Linked DNA regions of Gossypium hirsutum: region 1 is linked to region 2. Evidence: chromatin contacts called from public Hi-C data. All regions are on one chromosome and are shown on one strand. Each heading gives the region's core, a stretch centred on a gene start, on an enhancer-like site or on the middle of the called end of the contact. The rest is flanking DNA. Distances are from core to core; before and after follow the strand shown.

Region 1 (6,363 bases), core at 2,312-4,811, 230 kb before region 2:
ATTAACCCTAAAGCAACAACTTTGAAGAAAATTTTTTACTTTTCCAAAACACTTTTACTCAAATGGAGAAGTTAAAATTTTTAACTTTACTCTCCCATAAACACTTTTGACAGCTTAATTACGTTCACTCCTCCACCACATGATACTTTCCCTCCCCTTGTTAATTACTTAAAAAATATTTAAAATTTATTTTTCATATATTAAAATATTAACAACAAACTATAATAAATTGTATTTTATATTCTTATTAAAATATCATAATATTAACTAATTTGAACATTATTTAAATGTTTATTTGTTGTTTTATAACACCATGTATAAAATAAATATTTTATTTCTTAAAAACACTTTTTAACAACAATATTAGGGCTAGTTTAACATTACTTTTGAGAAATGCTTTAAAAAAATGCTTTGAAAAAATAATTTTGAGAAGTATTTTTAAAAAGTTCAATTTAAAATTTAAATATTTAGCATTGCTGTTAAAAAGTGTTTTTAAGAAATAAAATGTCCATTTTAGATATGGTACTATCAATTAACAAATATATATTTAAATAATATTTATTTTAGTAAGAATATAAAAAATAATTTATTATTACTTGTTAATATTTTAATATATGAAATATAAATTTTAAATGTTTTAAAACAATAAATATTAATTATTTATAAATTTAATTAAAATATATAAACTATATTTTAAAAAATTAAATATAACTATTAAATATTTGTAATTAGATATTAACACATTTGTATTATTTAAAAAAATATTTGTTTTATTTTTAATTAATAATTTTAACACATTTGTAATTAAACACCAAGAAAAAAAAAGAAAAAAATACCATATTGTTGGAAGGGTAAAAAAGTTATTAAACACCAAAAATACTTTTAGTAAAAAAAAACTAAAAATTTTAACTTCTTTTCAAAAATGCTTTTAAAAAGCTAAAAATTACAGCAAAAAACAGCTTGTTTAGCACTTTTTTTCCAAAAGTTCTTTTCAAGCCAAAATTATTTTTTTAAGCAATACTAAACAAGGCCTAAATACTTAAATCTTAAATCAAACTTTTCAAAAATATTTCTCAAAAGCACTTTTTTTTAAACTATTCTAAAAAGCAATGTTAAACTAACCTTCTATAAATACAACACTCTAAAAATCATAAAGAAGTATGTAATGAACAAAAATTTCAGTATCTGAATTTGTACTTCATCGAAACCAGTTGCCAAAAAAACAACAAAAAAAAAAACTACTTGAATTCAGCAGAATCTACAATAAACAGACTGACCATTCCGCAGGAACCAACTCCTCTTAATGTTTACTTTGAAACATGGTTCGAAACAGCTAAAGACACAAAGCTCAATTCGAAATTCATTCTCAAATGTTAAATGCCATGTCTCTTGACATCAAGAAATATCGAAATTATTCTTGGCATTCGTTTCAACTCACGCTTCTTTAGCTATACCTTTATGGGCTCAGGATTTTCAATATAAGTCGGCGCAATCTTACATAAAGGCATGCTTTCATTTTTGCTTAGAAGCTTCATGGACGGATGAACCTCGATATCATGCATTAACACTCTATCATCTATGTCTAATTTGCTCACATCCACCTCGATTTTTTGAGGAATGTGTTCAGCCGGGCATTGAAACTTTAGACTGCTTCTTATCATTTTAAAGTAGCCACCTGGTACAGCATCAACGTATCATTTGTCAAATAACAAAGCATAATCTGATTGTCAAAGACTACAATGAGATTAAGCAGGGGTAAATCAAAATAATTAAACGAAAAGGGGAATACTAATAATAAGATGTATCATCACACGGTTTCTCCATTAGCAACACGAAAGCTGGCATTTGTGTTAGTCTGATTTACATGCTAGTTCCCTACAAGAAAATGCAATGAATAATAGGCAAGGCAAGGCCATATGTCTGTTCAGGTTCTTGTGCATTATCGCTTTCAACAGAACATTTGGTAAGTTAACATCATTTAGTGTAATTGATAATATGAGAAGTGAGGAAAGACAATTAAGATTGGTATAACACGGCAAGAGAGTAAGTGGGCAACAAGGGCTAGAGCTCCGAGTATTGGTAACGTTAAAGATACCGGAACTCATTTAAGAAGTTGTAAAAAACTAATGGAGAAAACATTAATGTATAATTTTAACAAAATCCCATGACATAAAACTAAATAATGAATTGTAGCATCTAATCTTATTATCCATAACAGATCATTATAAAATGTGATTTATAAACCCCGGAAGGTCCAATATCATATTAATATATGAGATAATGTTGCATTTAGTACTTGTACTTTAATAAAATATTCAATGTAGTACATGTACTTTGAAAATGTCCAATGTGGTATCTGAACCATCAGTATGTGTTTTCTTATGGTACCTGTGCTTTCATAAAATATCCAATGTGATACCTATACTTTGAAAATGTCCAATATGGTACCTGAACTATCAATATGTGTTTTATTATGATACCTAGTATTATCAACATTAGTGAATTGCTAAACCAAGTATAATCACAAGACATAAGTCTCTAATTACTTCCTTTACCCAACAATTTCAGATAGTTAGCATATATAACATTTTTCATCTAAAAGAAGCAATGAACAAGCAAGTTGCCTATCATATAGTAAAATCTAAATCTTGCACAAAATTAACATCAATAAGAAGATCAAATGGGGACAATTGCACTAAATTGCATACCTTTCTTAAGACCAGGGCAATCCTCTAATCCTTTGAAAACTACAGGCACATCAACCTTCAACTCAGTCCCTTCATCCGCCCAAACAAACACCAAATTCAATATTTTACCACTCTCTTCGTCCCTATGAATCTATAAAAGCAACCCAAAATAGAAAATTTGAACTTGGGTAACAATAAAAGCTACTAATAAACAAAAAAAGAAAGAGCGGGGAAAAGTAAAAAACTTGCCTTGATGGGTAAAACCGTCCCGGATTCAAGTAAGACAGAAGAGCCAGATCCGGCCCGGATCTGAAGCTGGAACCTAGTGGAACAAAAGAAAGGGAGTTGAACGGACTTGATAATGGATCGAATCTGCTTTCTTTCGGTAGTAAGAATTTGTTTCCTGGACGGGGAACGGTTGCTTGGGTTTTTCTCAAGCAAGCCTTGAGAGAAAACCACAGCAGGGATTCTACCTTGGGCTCTATCACGGCTCGAGATACGGCTGCCAGTGCATTCTCGTGGGATAGCTTGGATGGTGTGGTAATGGTGTGTATTCGCCGGTGATGTTTGGACCACCGTTTTCAGGCCGCGCCACAACCTGAGCATTTGGTCGGAAACTGTAACGGACTTCACCATATTTTGTGCTGTTGAGTGCTGTGAGTGAAATGAGGGTTTTGAGCATGGTTAGGTATTAGGGTTTTAATAATCTGGGCCAAATTCGGGGTAAGTTTTTAGTCTAATATACCTTAAATCTGACGATGAAAAGATCTATAAAGCCCAAATGCTGGTTTTGGAAGAACAAGGCCTCAGCAATGAGATTCACACAGCAGGGGTGATATTAAAATTAGTGGTAAAATATACATTTGATTCAATCGCAAAAATAATAGTGAGGTGAAAGTATAAAATGATAAAGGAGGATATTATATTTAATTATATATATTATTATTTAACTCTTTAATTGAGAAAGTGTCATGAGTTAAATCAACACCAATCCGATTAGAAAAATTACGGAAATATTTTTTCATAATTATATTAAATTATATTATTTTAGGGTACTTTAATATTTTTATTTTAACGAAACCCAATAAAAATAAAAATGTGTATGATAGATTTTGAATCCATACCAATTGAATTAATAAAATCTAAAATTTATCCTTCAATAAAAACTTCATTTTAATAATATTTATACAATTTTATTTTAATATGAACAATTTATCACCCCCATCAGTTGTATATTTATACTTACCATATATAAAAGATTTTGATTGAGTTGGTATCACTTATAACTCAACTCAGTTATTAAATTACCAAGATAACCTTATTTTAAAAAAGCAATAAATATTAATTTAATGGTATTTCTCTCTCTTTTTTTTAATCTAGAAAATATTCGTACTTAAAATTGGATTTGAACCCAAAACACCAAACATACCCTCTTTCAACTTTGCAATTTCAACTAAAGTAACATTTGGTACATATTGCATATGTGTTATTATTTTTATTTTCAAATATTGCATTTCATTATTTATTGTATGTTATTTATAATTGTACCAATGTGTTCTAAATACCTGGTTTCCACATACATACGTGTGAGATAAAATTTCTAGTATATGTAAAATAATTAATTATATTTCATATTAAATTTATATATACCTTAAATAATAATTTTATGGAATAATGCCACATTTGATACTTGTACTTTCATAAAATGTCCAATGTGGTACCTAATCCCTCAATATGGGTCTTATTATGGTACTTAGTGTTAACACAATTATTAAATTATTAAACCAACCAATAAAAATTTGACACGTAGAATTTTTTTTCTCCTAACTATCTCGTCTAACATTATGTAAAAAACTAAATAAAATAAAAAACTAATTTAATTTAGAAAAAACTAAACATATGGTTAAATTTACAAAAATGGAGAATAACTAAATAAAACAAAAAAGTAATTTAAAAAAATAACAAAACATATGGTTAATGGAAAAGAAGCAAATACTAAACATATGGTTAAATTTACTTAAATGGAAAGATAAGTTTAGTATTTACTTCTTTTTTATTAACCATATGTTTAACTATTTGTTTTTAAATTAATTTTTTTTGTTTTATTTATTTTTTCACATAATGTTATTGATACATGCATGGAAAGGGTAAAATTTATTAATTTTCATTCACCGAAACTGCTAATTTTTAAGTTTGAGATCCAGACATTTTTGGATTGAGATGTTTCCATAGCATTTGAAGATCTATCTCTTAGCTTTGCAATGCACTTTAAATCACTCGATTTCAAGTACGGGAGCTCAAGTTATGACCATTTTAGGGTCTGTTTGATTGCTAGTAAAATATTTTTCGTAAAATGATTTCGGGAAAATGTTTTACTTTTCTGTAAAATGATTTACTGGAAAATAATTTCTGGTGTTTGATTGAATCTGTGTAAAATATTTTCAGCTGTTTGGCAGATTTCCTGGAAATATTTTTCGAAAAAATTGTTTTTACATATATTGATATATATTAATAAATTTTTATATTTTAAATTATTTTTACATATATTGCAATGATTTATTTATAATAATATTCAATTATTAAGCCACAATATTAATCGTTATAAATTGAAAAAAAAATTAATATCAAATAAATTATTTGTAATTGTGTTAAAAAAACAACTATTGAATAATTAAAAAAACAAGTTACTGGAAAATCGATAAATAGAAGCAATTTTCTACCGGAAATGAAGGAAGGAATGAAGGAGGCGATAGAGAGGAGAGCACGGAAAATGTCTTACGGAAATTGAAAGGGTAAGACATTTTCCCTAAAATGTAACACATTTTCCCTTGTTTTGGAGTTCATTTTCCAAATGGAAAATGTTTTCCGCCAATCAAACGCTGGAAAAGTTGGAAATGATTTTCCGGAAAATCAATTCCTTCAATCAAACAGACCCTTAGTGAAGAATACACGAGCAAAAATTTTAAACGAGATTATTATGGAAATTACGAGTTTTAGACTTTTAATTCTAGTTTAAATAATATCGGGTTTGATTTTTAGGCTTAATTTTTATTATATATGAACCTAATATTGTATTTACTAAGTTTTATTATTTTATTATTTATTTATTTTGAATTTTGGATATTTTTTAAGTATTTTAAGTTGTTTAGGAGTTTTATATTTCTTAGTCAAATAAGAAAGTTTAGTTTAAAACTACTTATTTAGATTAATTAGATAATTTTCATTATAATTTGGAGTTTTTTTTATGTAATTAACTAGCCTATATAAAGGCGAAACAATTGTTTTCAATAATAAAGTTTTCAACTTTGAGAGTTATTTTCTTTGTGCATGATTTCTTTCTTATGATTTTTAGAAATAATTTTCTTCTCAATTTTTTTCAAGAAGTCATGAGAATTCATTCTTCGTCCTTTAATTTGCTATATAATTATTTTATGGAGGGTTGATTAGAGTCCTTAATTGAGTTTGTTTGGGTTTATATCCTAAAAGGTTCAATTGGACACTTATTTATCTATCCATTAGATTCATCGGTTTACTCGTTCTATCTTCCACTTTGTTTTTTTTTTCGTTTTTCTATTTATTCTTTTTTCTCTTGTTTCTTCTTTTAGTGTTTTCTTTTTCTTTATTTCTGAATTTCTTTAATTTTCTTTACAGGTCAAATATGAATAATTCTTTCTTG
Region 2 (6,689 bases), core at 2,751-5,250:
AAAATTAATATTAATTTTATTGGAAAAAATAATATTAATTCTAAAAAATTAAAATTAAAATTAAAGAAAAGAAATTAAAATGTTAAAATGTTTTCCTCGGTAAAATTTTAATTTTTTTCCTATAAAAGCCCATTTTTCTTGTAAAACCCAGGTTGAGAGAAAAACTAAAATTAATTCTAAAAATGAAAATTTAAAAGATAATAAAAAAAGTTTTTTCTATAAGACCTCATGTTCTTTCAAACTAAAATTAATTTAAAAATAAAAAGAAAAATAAAGGAAATTAAAAAGATAGTTATTTTTATTTTAAAACTCAAGTTTTATTTTCCATAAAAATGAGGTAATTCCTGTAAACCCCCAATCTTTTTCCTTTTAATTGAAAAAATTAAAATTATTTCTTAAAAAAATTAAAAAGATAAAATGAATTACAAAAATGAAAATTTATTAAAGTTAGGTAATTAAAATGAAGGTTGAATTAATGGAAGGTGACCTAAATGAAAAATGAATAGTAAGGCTTAAAATGCAATTTTTTTATACCTAAAATAAAAACTTACTATCACTGTGTAATTTACCCATCACCGTCACTAATAATAATAACAACAAAATGGTATGAAGAAACGGATGAACAAGTTTGATATATTATTGAGTTTTTAGTAAAATAAAAGATTGAAAGTGAAAAGGAAGAGAATAGAAGAAAGATTCGAAATTTCCAAGAAAATGTGGCGTTTATGGGCTATTTATTATTAATTCAAATTTCAAACCAAAATCTTCACGTGGGCTCACCATATCCTTTTGCCCTCATTCATTAACTTTATGCTGAATGCGATTGCTTTGTCCTTTTCTATCTCTCTATTTCATTTTAGTATTTGACTGATTGTGTAAAATGGATAATCTAAACAATGAGAGCCATTTAACCTTAGTTACCCCACTCTTTTTTTTTTAATGGACTCTAAAAGCTGATTCTTGTTGAAGATTAAGTTATACATGGACTGATATGATAAACAAATAACATGCAAAGAACATATGCAGATGCAAAGCTGATGTCCAATTGATTGGTCTGAAATTATTGATGTTTTAAAGGCCTGAATTCCCACTTTTGCCGTATTTTTTTGAGAAGAAAAAAGTAGGAGCAATGGATGCCATTCTTTTCACCCATCTCGTCTGATCGATGCCTTCTTGGTGAGCAAGTAAGAAAAAGTTACTTCAAACTACTAGGACAAAACGCCTAATCACAAGCAATCCAATACAATTTGTGCATCAAAAATGAAGATTCTGTCACTGCTTTAACTCATTCGTTTTCATTATGTTTTGTTTACCTCAAACCATGATCCCGAGCAAAAGTAACCTAAGCAGAAACGCTAAATTTATTTTAACCTTCATGATTTTACTTTTTTATCCTCATGAATTTGAATATCATTTAAATATATATTTTATTTTATAACTTATCGAAAAAAATAAAATATCATTTAAATATATATTTTATTTTATAACTTATCTAAAAAAATAAAAGATTATCAGATTTTTCAAAATCACTTCAAAATTGAACCAAATCAGAACAAGACTCAAAATCGGCATTTTACATGGCATCAGTGGTTGAGCATTAGATCATATGACATCTGCAATTGAGAGCATTATGAGCATAAAGAATGCCTGAGTCTCTCACTAATCTTCCCACTGGAGATATCCCACAAGGACATGACAACCAGGCAAATCAAACCTCAAATATCACATATATTATAAAGTACATCAGTTGTAAATTAAAGAGGGTTAAGTCTAAACATAAATGAAAGAACTCTTAAAAATTGTCATTTTTGGTTCCTACAAATCCATCATCAGGAATTAGACAAACTTTCATATTCAGAGAAGGAAGTTGAATCATGGAGACAAACTAAACCAGTCCATGATATCGGCATAATGTCTTAGAAATCCCTTAGTGCCTCAAACAGAATACTGATTTCAAATTCCTCTAGATGTTTTACTAAATTATTCTCAGTAAGTCAATATGTTTTTCTCCCCATGTTTCTGCAAAATTCATGGGGAATAAGTGTTATCCGACTATACATCAACCTCCCCAGGCTTTTTAATCCCACTTCTCCAACTATGCCCATCAGATTTTTCATCTTCGGTGTCCATGCTGTCGCCCCCGGTACTCGACATATCTTTAGCTGAAGCACTACCAAGGAGGGGACCTTGTGGGGAACCAGACTGTGACATGCTTGCTTTCATCTTCACATTGCACTGATTTTGAGCTGAACACAGCTCATTCCCTTGCCCGGAAGAAGAAGCTGGAAGTTTCCGGATATGAAGTCTGTATTTCTGTACATAAAACCCAAATTCACACACACAAAATCAGTAAACCAGAAAGGAGAAACTAAAGATGATAAGATGAACAGATTCCATATGCTAAAGACTAACCTGCAAATGGCTTTTCACTTCATCATTGGTGAGACCATCAACTTGCATCAGTTCTCTAATCTGCTTAGGAGTGGCCACTGTCGAACATAACAAACCAATCAGACATATTTAAAAGCTAAAGATACCAAAAGAACTCAAATCAGAATATTTTCAGAAAAAAGATCTTGATTCATGTATTTTCTCAAAAAGAACCAGATTCCAATCCTTTGTTCATAAAAGACAACAAAAAGGGTTTTTCAATTCAACTTAAATACCACTACTACTTAAAAACAAAAACAAAAAAGTAAATGAACACATCAAAAAGGCCTAACCTTGAGAGCCTCCAAGCTGTTGAAGTGCCTCAACAAATCGTCTATGGAGCTCAGGCGACCAGCACCGCCTTTGTTTCCTAGAATTCTGCTGCTGAGGTTGTTCCTCGTGTCGGATTGGTGACTTTGTCTGAAACTTAATTTGATTTTGTTGTGCATATAAAGAAGAGCCTGAACCAATTCGGCAGCCGCCATTGTTCTTCAAGATACATGAAGCCAATTCAGAACTTGGGGTCATAAGGGAAAGCCCTGAAACTTTCTTATCAGCTTGTTCCTTAAATGGAACAAAAGCCCCTCCCTTTCTTTGCTTATTACAAATTTCAATTGGGTTCTCACTCTCAGACCCATCTTCTCCTTCTTCACTTGTCTGTCAAATTCCAAATCCGGAAACATTTAAACTATTTTCCCCTTAAAATAAGATTCAAAAGAAGAAGGGAAAAAAAGAAGAAGAAAACAGTTAGTTTGGACATTACCAGTTTCAGTTCTGGAACTGTGTTGGGTTTGTTGTGGGGATCAACGTTGTTAAAATTAGAGTTCCATAGCTGAACTGAACTCATCCAGTTTTTCTTATCACCGCCATCGTTATCCATAGTTTCCCTTCCATTTTCCTCGGTCACTGATCCATCATTCATTTCCTTACACTGTATTTCTTCCTCCTTTAATCTCTCAATCCCTATAATCAAATCAAAAAAGAAAATCAAATTAAATCCCACAAAAAAGTGAAACTCAGAATTAAAACAATATATATATTTTTAAAAATACCATCTTTGAGAAGAAGCATGCAAAGAGGAAGTTCGCGTTTAAAGGCATCGATTTTCTTCATCTCATCTTCCAATCTTTGAAGATAATCCGTAATCTTGGATAACCTTTGAAACCCATTTTTGATCTTCGAAACTTCTTTCAGAAACTCAGATATAGTTTTCGGTACATAAACCAAACTCAAATCCAAGTTCAACTCCATTATTTTCCTTTATTCTTCTATTTTCCTGTTTTCCTCTCCTTTTCTATCATTTCCAGGATAAACATGACAAGGAACAGCAAGTCATGTTTTTTTTATATAGAAATGTAAGAAAGATTCAAGATTCGCCCCCAAACGGGTCGTCGCGTATATTAAAGCTATAAACTCGGTGACTCGGTTGTTTCACTCGGCGAGTTGTTTTAGGTTCCGTACGGAGCACGCGGCGAATTGTTGAAAAAATGGAGCCCTTTTCTTTTAATTATTGGAAATGAAATTATAGTGTGCTAAGATTCTTAGGTTAGGTGTGGACTGTGGATTGAATGTCTCAACCCTTTTAAAAAATAGAGCAGAAAATAAAAACAGTTGACCCACGTCTTTGGGATGCTTTCCCCATTTGATTTTTACACCGCAACTCTGTCTTTTCCCTCTCCTTCTAAATTAAGAGATTTAACTTTTAACCCAAACATTCATTGAAGACTACGTCGTATTCAGAGTTATGAGAAATCATTGATTTTATATTTAAACATAAAATTTTCTAACCTAGCGCCAACGAAGTTGTCATTATAAAGCAAAATGAGATGATGGGTTTTCTAATACTAAACAACAGTTGCCAAGTAAGAAAAATGGCTTCTTTTTTTGTCTAGTAAAATTTTTTCTTCTTTTTTTAGTATTAAAAAAAAGGTGTGGCAGGCATGTGAAAGATTCTTTTGACAATGCAATTTAATTTGGTTTGTTATTAATTATATAAAATAGAATAAGAATCAGGAACGTTTAATGCGGGGTAAAGATTCTTTTGCTCATACCCGTCCGTTACAAACGAATGGTGTCTTCCCTTTTCTTTTTCTTTTTTTGCTTTTCCTGATTCCCTTCATTTCACGACCGACAAAACCCTTTGTTTCTCTTTTCTTTTATTCTCTTTTTTCTTTTTTCTTTTTAGTTTAATTTTTCCACATGTTATGGTTGTGTAAAACTGTTTCTGTTTCAGTTGGAATCAAATTTAAATAAATGGAAAATCATTTTTTATTACCGACTGATTCTTTTTTATTTAAATATATATTAATTAGTGCAAATTATGCCTCGAAAATAATATTTAAAAATTTAAAACCAATAGGAAACAAATTTATTTATGAATTTTGAGTTAAAATTTCTAGACAAATCATTTGATTTTTCTCGTTAATAAAGTTTTGATTTAAAAGTCGTATAGACTACATTTGAAATGGATATTGTTCACTTTAAGGATTGTTGGGATTTTATCTTGAAACGGGTTTAGAGAGTTGTTTGCTTGAGAATTTTATTTAGTTTGGATTCAAAGGTCTTCTAGACTTTGATCCTGAATTACTGAAGTTCATTTTAAAAGTCGTCAAGACTAAATCTTGAAAATGAGTGTGGAGATAGTTTGAATCCAAGAATCTTTGAAATTTCATCTTGGATGGTTAAGTCTGCTTTAATGGTATTCTAAACTTGATGTTCAAGAATCGATTTTATCTTCTTTATGTTGATACAATTTGATTGGTACAGCTTCAAGGGTCTTCAAGCTACGATTTTTGAACTTTTGGACTTTCAAACTTATAAAGTTGTGTTGAATTGCTTGGAGGTGATCCTTTTTATAGTGTCAATAAGTCTAAGTAAAAGAAGGTTCTTTATTTTTAGTGTTCTACAAGAATTAAAATCTTTCATTTATTGTTTATCTCATATTAATTTAAATTAGAACCCCAAGTTGTGTGTTATTGATCGGGTGCTCACCTTCTCCAGGAATAACCTAGGTTCAAATCATAATTGTACCAAAAAAATATTAATTTAAACAAATTAGAGATAAATAATTCTTCAAAATATGATTTTTTTTATATAAAAGAGTTCTAAAATGATTTAATTTCTTCATTTACCTCTTAATTCATTTAATTTATTTCAATTATATATAAACAATAACGACACGTAGTGAAGAATTCTGATTGATTCAAAATTTCTCCTTCTACAAATACTCCCTCAAGACTTGGCCATATACACGACTTTTATTGAGTGAAAAAAGTGATGATTTGCTTCAAATGTTGAAATTCATCTTTGAATCTGGCTTGACAAGATTTGCAATCTTCAAATGATGCCATCAAGAATATATATATAGTTCATTTAGACTAAACCTGGCAATGAAACCAAGTACCTATGCATTGTCGTATTTTGAATGATCAAGTCATGATGCATTTCAAAATGTTTTTGGATGTTTAGCTTAATCTCGTGCTTAGGAGCATCATATTTTGGATGATCAGTTTAAGCTCATGCCTAAGAGCACCATATTTTGGTGAACAATTTAAGCTCATACGTAGGAGCATCATTTTTTGGGTGAATGGTTAAAGCTCATTGATAGCAAGCTAACTTCCTGTGTTTAATGTACCTATTTTTGGTAATTTTTTAATAGAATGCTACTAAGCTTGTGATTTCTTGTTTAAATTTTATCAGCGATGCTATTGGAGTGTTGAAGTTAAAAAATAAGCAAAATTGGGCTAAATTGGAACAAAAAGCAAGACAAGGGGCTGAATTGAAAATTGCAAGATTATTCTTTTACTTGGTTAAATCCTATATTTAGAAAAAAATATTTGATTTTGTGTTGGTTGTTAAACATGATTTTAGCATAAAAACATGCTAAAATAACTCTTTGAGAAGCCTATATAAAGGCTTGTAATTGTGACTTGAAAACATACTTGATTTTACACTTGAATTAAGAAGCAACTAAGCATATTCTTGTTCAAGCTTTCCTGTAATTTCTTTCTTCTTTTTATATTTTGGTACAATTGACTTTTCACTCTTAAACCCCAATCTAGTATGATTAATTTCATGCTCAACTAATCCCCATTTAGCCTTAGGTCGGTTATCATTCCGGTCGAAAATTGTGAGATATGAACCCGCGGTAAAACCTTACAACACGGTATTCATTATCTTTTCGAAATATGGGATAGTCACAATCATCCCTCAAAGTTAATTTTATTTCAACTCAAAAAGTGCACGTTAGGTCAAAGTAG

The links. Hi-C and Micro-C count contacts between places; a contact is called where the count stands out from the background.
Region 1: a Hi-C map of leaf shows a contact between it and region 2, with 1.8 times the contacts expected there. The contact joins the promoter of LOC107945300 here to the promoter of LOC107945303 in region 2. A contact is called at or near these places in 2 of 34 Hi-C or Micro-C datasets (both in leaf).

What each region holds. Positions count from the first base shown.
Region 1 is chrD12:13,781,068-13,787,430 of Gossypium_hirsutum_v2.1, reverse strand. It overlaps LOC107945300 (50S ribosomal protein L25), which reads right to left and starts at 3,561. Exons shown (of 3, transcript XM_016879258.2): 1 at 2,937-3,561; 2 at 2,709-2,838; 3 at 1,167-1,675. The coding sequence starts at 3,323. The coding sequence ends at 1,449.
Region 2 is chrD12:13,548,038-13,554,726 of Gossypium_hirsutum_v2.1, reverse strand. LOC107945303 (transcription factor HHO5) reads right to left here and starts at 4,000. Exons shown (of 5, transcript XM_016879261.2): 1 at 3,483-4,000; 2 at 3,194-3,393; 3 at 2,724-3,087; 4 at 2,413-2,489; 5 at 1,778-2,313. The coding sequence starts at 3,681. The coding sequence ends at 2,053.